2 separate regions of the Sus scrofa genome follow, and region 2 is linked to region 1. A link is a contact called in public Hi-C data. All regions are on one chromosome and are shown on one strand. Each heading gives the region's core, a stretch centred on a gene start, on an enhancer-like site or on the middle of the called end of the contact. The rest is flanking DNA. Distances are from core to core; before and after follow the strand shown. Region 1 has its middle 200 kb from the start of PFKFB3. Region 2 has its middle 17 kb from the start of IL15RA.

Region 1 (5,287 bases), core at 1,768-4,267:
GAGTTCCTGCTCCCTCCGCATCCTCACCAGCGCTGGGTGTCCCCAGGGTTCTGGATTTTGGCCATTTTAATGTGAAGGCTTTTGTGCTAATTTTTAAACTGTCATTTAAACCATCCAAACAGAACTCTTTCCCTCACTTATTTGTGTTATGGGGGAGAAGGAAAGGAATAAGCGGGTGCTTTTAAAGGAAGGAATTTCTCACCTGGCTGGGGGGATGCGCATAACATCCTGTCAAACTGGGGGAAATTGACACCCTGCTCAGGAACCGACCGAACTGGAGACAGATTCTCTTCTCCATCCTTGAGATTTGCAGGCACATGGATGCTGTGATTTTTCTGTGCAACTTCAGTGTTTTTCTTTACATGTAAACTCTACCACAGGGGCTTCAAGGTCAGAGCAGAGAGTGGAGAGATGCCAGGCTCTCCTCCCTGTTGGTGCTGAGCAGCCCGGCTCCACGCTGCCCAAGCCGATGACAATATCTGCTCCACCCTTTTCCTTTCTCCTCCCTGCCTCTTCCACCCTGTGCATCTGCCCAAGACCTATCTATTCTTTGAAGCCCAGCAGGCTTCCCTGGGCAGCACAACGGATTGTATTGGTTTCCTTCTCTGAGTCCCTAGAGCTTTTTAAATGAGAAAATCCTGTGCCTCTATTTATTATGTTCTGTCGGAAGTTCTTTGTTCCTCTGCTGCTGCCTGGTGAAATCTCGCTCAGCTTTAAATGCACAACCAGGATGTCGTTTCCTATGTGCATAAGCCTTACTCCATCCCGTAGAAGCAGAAAAATGTGCTCTGCTCTAGCCCTTCAGTCGCACCATCGTTACAGAGCTGTGTTGGCAAAGCACCTCAAAACAAACAAACAAACAAACACACACACACACAACAGAACCCAGAGCAGCAAGAGCAGAGTCCTGGTGGGAAATGGTTGCCAATTTCTGCAGTGTAAATTCTCCCACATGGCGGCTGTCAAGCCGTCAATGTGGCATTCTGGATGCAGAGTTGGGAAGAGTGGTTGTCACAGAGGCTGCCAGGGTCTTTAGGGCGTGGAGGTGGGGAGCCCCATCTTGGTCTCTTTGGTGACTCGTGTCTGGTCCTGGGTTCCGCACATGGTAAGTGCTTCGTGTACATCTGCTGCTAGATACTTACCATGTGCATGACCAGCTGCTCACTGCATCCTCTGGCTTGTCCAGTGAGGAGCAGGACAAGTGTTATACACAGACTGTCTTCCTTCTGGAAGCAGAGACAGGGGTCTGCAGCCTGTTACATCCAGCACCTCCCACTTCTCCACCTGCTTGCCTCTCAGGGGTCAAGGTTCACATTCATCTGAAAAGGAGCTACGACTGGCGCTGTGGGTGCAGGGTGGTTCCACTGGCGCTGAAAGGTTATCCAAGAGGAGGGGACAGAAACGCCGTGGCCACTGCTGCAAAAACAAGTTGCGAAAAGCATATCAGGCCAGAACTAAGCTGGCGCTCTCTGCCGAGTTGCTGGGACTGGGTCAGCTGACAATTCTGATTTTCTAATTGGAAGGCCCTCGGGGAACGGCGTGCACACCGGAGGTCGGGCTTGTGGCCACAAGGAGGAAGGGGTGCAGCTGGCCCGCAGAGGATGTCCGCCCAGCCACAGCCCATTTCGTTCTGCCTGCTCCTCTGCTCCTTTCCATTCCCGTTTGGCTTTGGCTCAGGGTTTGGGGCTGGGGCTAAGGTTTCATGATCCTTGGCAGCTGGGCAGACTTTAAACAAGGAGAGCTTCTCCTTGGGCACGTGGCTTCGCATTAAGGACATGTTGGCCTCGGGCTGTTGTTTTTTCCTTCCTAGGCACTTAGGTTGGAGAGACTTGGTCACAACTGTCCCTATAGACAAGGGGCTGTTTTGGACAAAAGGCCCAAGAGGATGACTGGACATTCTAGCAGGAGAGGTGAGAAACAAGAGATCTGGGATCTGGTCCTTGTACCTTGTCATCGTGCAAAATGACCTGACAGTCATTGAGGCAGTATCTGCCTCTGTTTTGCTTTTGACTCTGAGCCCTTTTACCTCCATCTCTGCAAACACATTTTTCTTCTCTGGCTTCAGTCTTTCCTTATTTCAGGAACCCAGTCCTCTCAAGGTGTCCCCATGAAACTTCCTTGGTCTAGCAATCATCTACATGCTAGTATTGCGGTCAGCCATCTACGTGCTAGTAGGAACTGTGGTCATCCATCTACCTGCTAGTAGGAACTGCGGTCAGCCATCTACCTGCTAGTAGGAACTGTGATCAGCCATCTTCCTGCTAGTAGGAACCACGGTCAGCCATCTACCTACTAGTAGGAACTGCGGTCAGCCATCTACCTGCTAGTAGGAACTGCGGTCAGCCATCTACCTGCTAGTATGTACTGTGGTCAGCCATCTACCTGCTAGTATGTACTGTGGTCAGCCATCTACCTGCTAGTATGTACTGCGGTCAGCCATCTACGTGCTAGTAGGAACTGCTGTCAGCCATCTACCTGCTAGTATGAACTGCAGTCAGCCACCACCTGCTAGTATGATTATCTACCTGCTAGTATGAATTGTAGTCAGTCATCTACCTGCTAGTATGAACTGCAGCTAACATTCTACCTCCATATGTGACACTCCATTTAAAATCTTCAAGCTGAGCATTTTCCCAGGTGCTTCCCTGAAAGCCACAAGATAAAACCCAGCCACCTGTGGGTTCTCTGATCCTGTCCCTATAAAAGCACAAGGGGTAGGATGGTGTCATTTAGAAGTGACTGTGTGAAACTCATTGCTCCTTTTACGTTTAGGAAGAATACGTTATTCTCCCACTCCTACTCTTGATAGCTTAAAAAAAGCAAAAAACCCAAAAAATGCCAACATCTCCTTTCTTGAACGTTGAAAGTCTGAGGATGGGGAAGTTGGAAGTTTAGCCCAGACGGCTCTGCAGCTAGAACTAAGTTTCTAAAAATGTGCCCTGTTATATAATGACGGGACGGGATGGAAAAGTACCAGCTGCTGTGAGGCTGGAGACTTTCCTGCTTCTGACTCATTCGGGCAAAAGCTCTTGAATTAAGATGCATCTCAGCAAAGCCAAACAAAACCCATTCATTCTGCAGCTCGATGTTCCCTGGGGGAGCTGGAATGTCTCCAGGGGACGGAGCCCCCCGGGCGTAGTTGTGAAGTTGTAGCCGTTTTCTTGTGGCCCCTGAAGCCTGCTCCTGGGGCCTTCTGCTCCCTTTGAGGTGCCAGTGTCACCCCACTGTGTCCACGGCCCCACCCCCCTACCAGACAAACAGCCTCCGACAGCCCCGACCAGCTGCCCTGGTCAGCATTTGCCTCTTCCCTGTCCTGTGGCCTCTGGCCCTGCTCTGGGCCATACTTGCAACATGTTGTCATTAATTAAATAGCTGGTCAGATCCTTGTCACTGAGTCAGCTCACCAAGAAGCGCACCTTTGAAAAAATAAGAGTGTTTTAGCTCCAAACCGCAAGGAAATGCTTCTGCAAAGATGGAAGTGTTTCCCATCTCAGGACCAATGAGTCTGTGGGGTGGGGGATGTTTTTCTTCCAGTGGAGCCTTGTCGAGGTCCCTGTGATCAGGCGACAGCTACCTTCTCTCCCCCGCCCCCCAGATGCATGTGCAAGAGCCCTGGGGCAAACTCCCCCTTTGCCCCAATCCCTCTCATTGTCCCAGGACTTGAGAGGAATGTACCTGCCATTCTAAATTAGCACCTTTATTTTAGTTTCTTGGAGTGTAGTTGACTTACAATATTTGCCTCAGTTTCAGGTGTACAGCAAAAAAGGGCATCAGTCATACATATAAATATATCCATTCTTTTTTCCCATTGGGTTATTACAAACTATTGAGTGGCTTTCCTTGGGCTACACAGTAGGTTCTCATTAATCATCTATCTTACGCAGTAGTGTGTAGCTAATAAAAATGATATAAAAGAACTTTTTAATTTTTTTAGGGCTGCACGTGAGGCATGTGGAAATTCCCAGGCTAGGGATCAAATCAGCCCTGCAGCTACCAGACACCGCTGCTTGTGGCATGCTGGATCTTTTAACCCACTGAGCAAGGCCTGAGGTCAAACCCTCATCCTCGTAGATTCTAGTCAGGTTCTTAACCCGCTGAGCCACAATGGGAACTCCCCCCCAAAACTTTTTTTATAAAATAGCAACAGACGCACAGATTTCAAAACCAATCTTATGGCTATTGTGGGTGAAACTTTTGGGGGAGGGAAGAATTGGGAGGTGCAAATAGCAAATATAAACTAGCACCTTGGAAGGAACTGGTATATCATGTAACTGCTCCCTTACACGACCAACTCAGGGCAGGCTGGAGAGGTCTGATGGAGGCTTTAAGGGACCAAGGTGACACGTTACTGGGAGGCCTGGTCTGTGGTGGAGAGGGGCACACACAGGGGGCCTGTGGCATGAGAGTGAGGGGAAGAGGGGCACGTTTTCAAATTGGAGCTCAAGCAGAAAGGAAGGTTCTCCGCCAAAGAAGTGGGACCCGCCTCTGTTTCACCATCCCCGCTGGAGGAGGGCGAGGGCAACCCTAGCTTGGAGGGGGGTCCAGGTTAAGGCGCGCTGGCTCCGCCCCCCGGGCTGAGCGTATCCCTCGCAAAACCGAGAATCCGGGAGGGAACGAGGCCCGCGTCTCATATTAGTCGATAACACAAATTCTTAAGGTTTATGTCACCTGTGGAGGCTGGTGAGTGTTCCCTGGATTTGGAGAGCTCTAGACAATGGGGAGAAAGCTTTCCATGCTCACTGGTAAGAAAATCCAAGCTCTATCCAGTTTGGGCGAACCATTTATAGTTGGAACTATATTTAATACTTGCAAAGCAGGGCCTGCCTTACATGGAAGTGAATGGCATTTTAGTGATCAAGCTTCCAAGTCCGCGCTTCCCAGATAGGGTAGCCTTGCCGCTCTCAGATTTAGCACTGGGACTCCCGCTGAGACTCCTGAACCTGAGCCCGGGGTGAGAGCCACTTCCGCCCTCTGCATGATGCGAATCACCGCCTGCCCGGTCCCTCCCACGCAGCTCACACATCCACTTTTGTGCCTCTGGTCCAGGCAGCCCAGGCTTCTCTTGTTTCATTTGATTTGATTTGTTTGTTTGTTTTGTTTTTTTAGGGCCACACAGGGCGGGGTGGGGGGCATATGGAAGTTCCCAGGCTAGGGGTCAAGTCGGAGCTGCAGCTGCCAGCCTACACCACAGGCACAGCAAGGCACGATCCCAGCCACCTCTTCAAGCTACACCCCAGCTCACGGCAACACCAGATCCTGAACCCACTGAGCGGGGCCAGGGATCGAA
Region 2 (5,287 bases), core at 1,560-4,059, 340 kb before region 1:
AGTGGTGCTGCTGATTTGTGAAGTGAGAACGTGGGGAGCTTAACGTCCAGGGACCCCGGCACAACTTTCATGCCATCTTCTGAATGTGCACGGACGGGAAGTCCTGCTCACTTGGCTTCACTGCTGGAGTTCACACCTCTCTGGGCGAGTCAGGTGAACCCCTCGGGCCCTGGCTGTGAGTGAGAACTTGATGCTAAGACGAGCTGGAGGTCTGAGCGGAGGATGCAGGGTTCACGGAGGATGCAGTGAGAGTCTAGGGCACGTGGAACTTGTTTTAGTGCAAATGCCGTTCTGCCAGCTGGCTGCTGGAGATTCCCAAAGGTGTCTGAGTGAGCTAGTGTGTGTGTGTGTGTGTGTGTGTGTGTGTCTGTGAGTGTGTGCAGGACTGAAATTCTACACTATCAGGTGGGGCAAGAAACAAGGAACTATGGGTTATTACCAACAGCTTGCCCCACCAGAACCTACTGGCTGGTGAGACCAGAAGACATTCAGTCAGAGACCAGTCCCCTAAAAAACCTGCAATCCAGCCAGGAATTTTAAAAAGGGGTGAACTTTTTAGAAAATTTTGTGGGGGGTGGTTAATTGGTGTACAGCACATGTTTGAAGGGCGCAACTGCTAAGTTTTGACGTGTCTGCCCCTGTAGAACCACAGCCATACAGTGCCCCTTGGTAATCCCCTCTCTGCCCCTGCTTGTCCCTCCCCTGACCGTCTGCTTTCTGTCACTGTACATTAGTTTGCATTTTATAGGAGTTTACATAAAATAAATGGAATCAAACAGTAAGTACTTTAAAAAATTGTGGTAGGAAAAGTTATAACACAAAATCTACCGTTTTAACCCTTTTTGAATTCCTGGCCTTAAGCCTGTCCATCTTCAGAACTCCCTTCATCTTGCAGAATTGAAATGCTGTAGCCATGAAACAATGACTCACCATCCCCCAGCCCCTGCAGCCCTGACAGCCCCCATTCCACCTTCTGTCTATGATTTTGCTCCTCCAAATACCTCATGTTAGTAGAATCAGACAGCGGTTGTCTTTTCGTGATTGGCTTATTTCATTAGCACAATGTTGTCAAGATTCATCCGTGTTGTTGCATATTGCAAAATTTCCTCCCTTTCTAAGTCTGGAAACTATTCCACTGTGTATAAAGACCACATCTCATTTATCCATTCATCTGCGGATGCACACCGGGGTTGCTTCCATGTTTTAGCTGTTATGAATAATGCTGCACGAACATGGGTGTACAGATAGCTTTTTGAGACCCTGATTTTTATTCTTTGGGGTATATACTCAGAAGTGGAATCACCAAATCATAGGGTAGCTCTTTTTTTAGTTTTTTGAGCATTTTACATTCCTACTAATGGTCTACCAGGCTTTCAATTTCTCCACTTCTTTGCCACCGCTTGTTATTTTCTGTGTGTTTGTTTTTGTCTTATGTCTTTTTTAGAGCTACACCCATGGCATATGGAGGTTCCCAGGCCAGGGGTCTAATCGGAGCTGTTGCTACCGGCCTACGCCAGAGCCCCAGCCACACCAGATCTGAGCTGCATCTGCAACCTACACCACAGCTCACGGCAATGCCAGATCCTTAACTCACTGATCAAGGCCAGGGATTGAACCCACAACCTCATGGTTCCTAGTTGGATTCGTTTCTACTGCACCACAGTGGGAACTCCTATTTCTCTTTTTTGATAGCAGCCATCCTGATGGGTGTGAGGTAGCATCTTATTGTACTGTTGATTTGCATTTCCCTAAGATGTTGACTCTCTTTTCACGTGCTAGGGTTTTTTTGTTTTGTTTTGTATTGTTTTGTCTTTTCCCCCTTTATGTTTTATTTTGCATACATGGTTTCTTTTTAATCTTTTCCAGAAGTCACAGATATTTTTTTTCCCAAGTCTTTTATTCTCCTCTGTGTTTTACTTTGGTTGGTTTCTATTGCTGTCTCTTCAAGTTCACTAATCTTTTCTTCTGCAGTGTTTAATCTGCTGTTAATCCCTATCTAGTGGATTTTTAGTCTGAGATTTAAAGTTTCATATGTAGAAATTTGATTTGGATCTTTTAAAAAAATATCTTCCATGTCTCCACTTAACATGTATTATCTTTCCTCTAGCTTTTTAAACACATGGAATAAAGTTTTTGTTGCTGTTTTAATGTGCTTGGCTGCTAATTCTAACCTTTCTCTCAGTTCCACTTTGGTTTTGATTGACCGTTACTCCTTGTGAGTCATACAGGTTCCTGCTTATTTGCATAGCTGTATATCTTGACTGGATCATAGATTTTATCTGGCTGGCTGCTGGGTATTTTTTACTTTCCTGTAAACATTCTTGAGCTTAGTTCCGGGGTACAGTTAATTGCTTGGATACGCTTTGATCCTTTTGGGTCTTGCTTTGAAGCTGTGTCAGGCAGGATTTGCAGTCTAGGGGTGGCCCCTCTGAGCCCTCCCATGAATAATGGGATTAGGATTTGCAGTCTAGGGGTGGCCCCTCTGAGCCCTCCCATGAATAATGGGATTAGGTGTTGCTTCAGGCTGGCTGGTCGATCAGGTATTACTGTTGACGCCCATGTGAGCTGTGTGTTTTTCCTCCAGTTCTTTAGGGCAGCTCTTTTCCTGGCCTGAGTAGTTTCCTCTCATGCACTGGATGGTCAGCACTCTGCTGAAATGAAGAACACTAAAGCAGTCTTTCCAGAACCTGCAGGTTTCAGGTTCACTCCCGGTACTGCTCTTTCCTCAGTGTCCTTGCTGTGACTGGTCTGGGCCTCCCTGGACACTCAGCCCCCCCTCCAAATCATCACGTTTGCTGGTCTCTGAGGGGGCCCCTTCTCCCTGCCCCACACCTGAGACTTCCTCAGGGCAGCAAGCCAGGGCCAGCATAGGCTCACCTCATTTGCTTCTCATTCCTTAGGGATTAATGTCCTTCACTGCCTCACATTCAATGTCTTGAAAAGTGTTATCTCATCCCCCCCCCCATTTTTTAGTTGTTTTGGGAATGGGGACTAAACTTAGTCTCTATTCCTCCATCTTGGCCAGAAATGGGAGCCTAAGGGACACATTTTATACAGGGATCTGGTTACAGAAGTGTCCAAAGGGCTAAAGTAGCAAAACAGAAAAGGTTTGTATTGCAGGAAGCCAGGTCTGGAAGAACCAGGGGAGGAGGTGATGTTACATGAGACCAGGAGTATTCTTAGGGCTGATCATGGAGGAAACTTGGCTGCCCCTGAAATCGGTGCTGCGGTAACTGCATATATTTTTGGACCCTGTAATGGCAGCCAACTGCTGCTCTCCTTACTGGGGCTGCCACGGCTGCTGAGCCCACAGCCATCTCTGGCTGATGGAGATGCCACTAGACGCAGACAGGAAGGAGTATGGCTTCTCTTTTTTCATCTGTCCTCCAAACTCTTTTTAGAACTTCCAATTAACCACCTTAGCCTGCGGCTGGGACAAGAGCATCTGGGAAGTGTAGTTGGCAAAGATTCAGCCCCTAACAGTAGAGAACAGGGCATGGAAAGACAGGGAGGTGCCAGCACATCTCCTGCTGCATCTTCTACTCTTTACGGATTAATGGTACTGCTTCCTCGTTCACCACTTTGCTCTAAGGCATTTACTCCACTGATGATTTCAAACACTATATAACTTCTCTCTTAAGTTCTGTTCCTTTGAGGTAGTCTAAAGTGCTGAAGCCAAACTTTCCCTTCCAAGCCAAGTAGTGGAAAGCTCTTAGCCATCCACCTTACCTGACTGCATGAAGGCAGTTCTTAGCCTGTTTTTCCACATGGAATAGCCTCTGATCCTACCCTCAAATCAGTAGAATAACTCATATATGAAGGATAACTTATTATAGATGAAGAGGACACGGGTTTGCACTGCACTCCTTCAAAAGAGGAATGAAATAACAAAGAGATTGGCATTGAACATTTCAGCAGCTCTCTCTTTCTGATTCCTGACTTAACCTGAAATCCCCACCTGCCAGAAGCATCCCCATCTGAGCCCACACTCTTGGAAAAGCCTTCAGGGACATTGCAAATGAACTACACTCATTCTCTAAAGATGAGTAAGGAAGTTGTCAAATTAGTACAGAGAATCGATGCCGTTTCCTCAGATATACTTGTTTACCTTCTAGAGGGAAACATTTTTAGGTGATGTTTATGGAACAGAAAACGTGTATTTACTTGGAAGCCTGCTTACATGTTGAATGCTAATTCTTGTCCTATTTTCCATTGAAAATATTTTGACACCGATATGACTGTATGAGCCAAATTTGAGGGAGGGGCACGAGTATGTCTGATGTCGGTGGGGGTGGATGATGGCTGTGGGATGCTGGTACAGATGTGCTCTAAGGAGGGCAGAGGCACAGCACCTAAAGGGAGGGTATCTGTGTCTTAGGTACAGAGCAAGAGTCAGCAGCCCTGGTGTGGTCTCTCCTTGGTGCTCAACATCCAGACTCCTTTGGTTTTATTTTCCCATCAAACTTAACTTGTAGTTTCTCTCTCACTGGTGGTTCTAACTCCCAGCATCAAGGCCACCTGTCAGCCGTGGCAGAGGTGAAGAAGGGGCAGGCACACCTCTTCTCTTCAAGGGCACATTCTGGAAACCGCTCACTTTACGACACTCCTGTCCCATTGGTCAAATTGGTCACGTGGCCACACTTAGCCGCAAGGGAGCCTGGCAAACATAATCCTTAGCTGTGTTCCACTAAAACCAGGGGCTTTTGTGACCAATGGAAGAGTGGATTTAGGGGGGCATGGCAGTCTCTGTCAGGATGGCTTGTTGTCCGTGGTTGTTTTAAATTCTCCATCTGATCATCCCAACATCTCTGCCATTTCTTTTTCTTCTTTTGGCTTTTTAGGGCTGCACCCGTGGTATATGGAAGTTCCCAGGCTAGGGGTCGAATTGGTGCAGCAGCTGCTGGCCTGCACCACAGCCATAGCAACATGAGATCTGAGCCTCGTCCACAACCTACACCACAGCTCATGGCAATGCCATATCTCCACCCCACTGAGCAAGGTCAGGGAACGAACCTGTGTCCTCATGGATGCTAGTGGGATTCATTTCCACTGTGCCACAGCTGGAACTCCCCGTTTCTGCCACTTCCGTATTTGGTTCTGATGCTGGCTCTGTCTCTTCAAACTGCATTTTCAGCCTTTTAGTATGCCTTGTAATTTGTGGTTGAAAGCTGGACAGATACACTAGATAAAAGTCACTGAAATCAGCTGACCTTTGGTGTGGGGCTTTGTGTTTATCTGCATAAGAATGAGGTTGTGTTTGGTGTTTGCTGTATGTGGTGTCAGAGGC

What was found. Hi-C and Micro-C count contacts between places; a contact is called where the count stands out from the background.
Region 2: a contact with region 1 is called in a Hi-C map of skeletal muscle, with 6 times the contacts expected there. The contact joins two enhancer-like sites. A contact is called at or near these places in 3 of 47 Hi-C or Micro-C datasets (retroperitoneal adipose tissue and skeletal muscle).

What each region holds. Positions count from the first base shown.
Region 1 is chr10:64,660,446-64,665,732 of Sscrofa11.1, reverse strand. No RefSeq gene overlaps it. Among named protein-coding and RNA genes, the nearest start is that of PFKFB3, 200 kb to the left of the region's middle. Within about 2 kb of position 3,017, at least 26 of the 83 cell types and tissues checked have an H3K27ac peak or open chromatin away from gene starts, as enhancers often do. A contact at or near this core is called in skeletal muscle, where this site is marked.
Region 2 is chr10:65,002,788-65,008,074 of Sscrofa11.1, reverse strand. No RefSeq gene overlaps it. Among named protein-coding and RNA genes, the nearest start is that of IL15RA, 17 kb to the left of the region's middle. Within about 2 kb of position 2,809, at least 5 of the 83 cell types and tissues checked have an H3K27ac peak or open chromatin away from gene starts, as enhancers often do. A contact at or near this core is called in skeletal muscle, where this site is marked.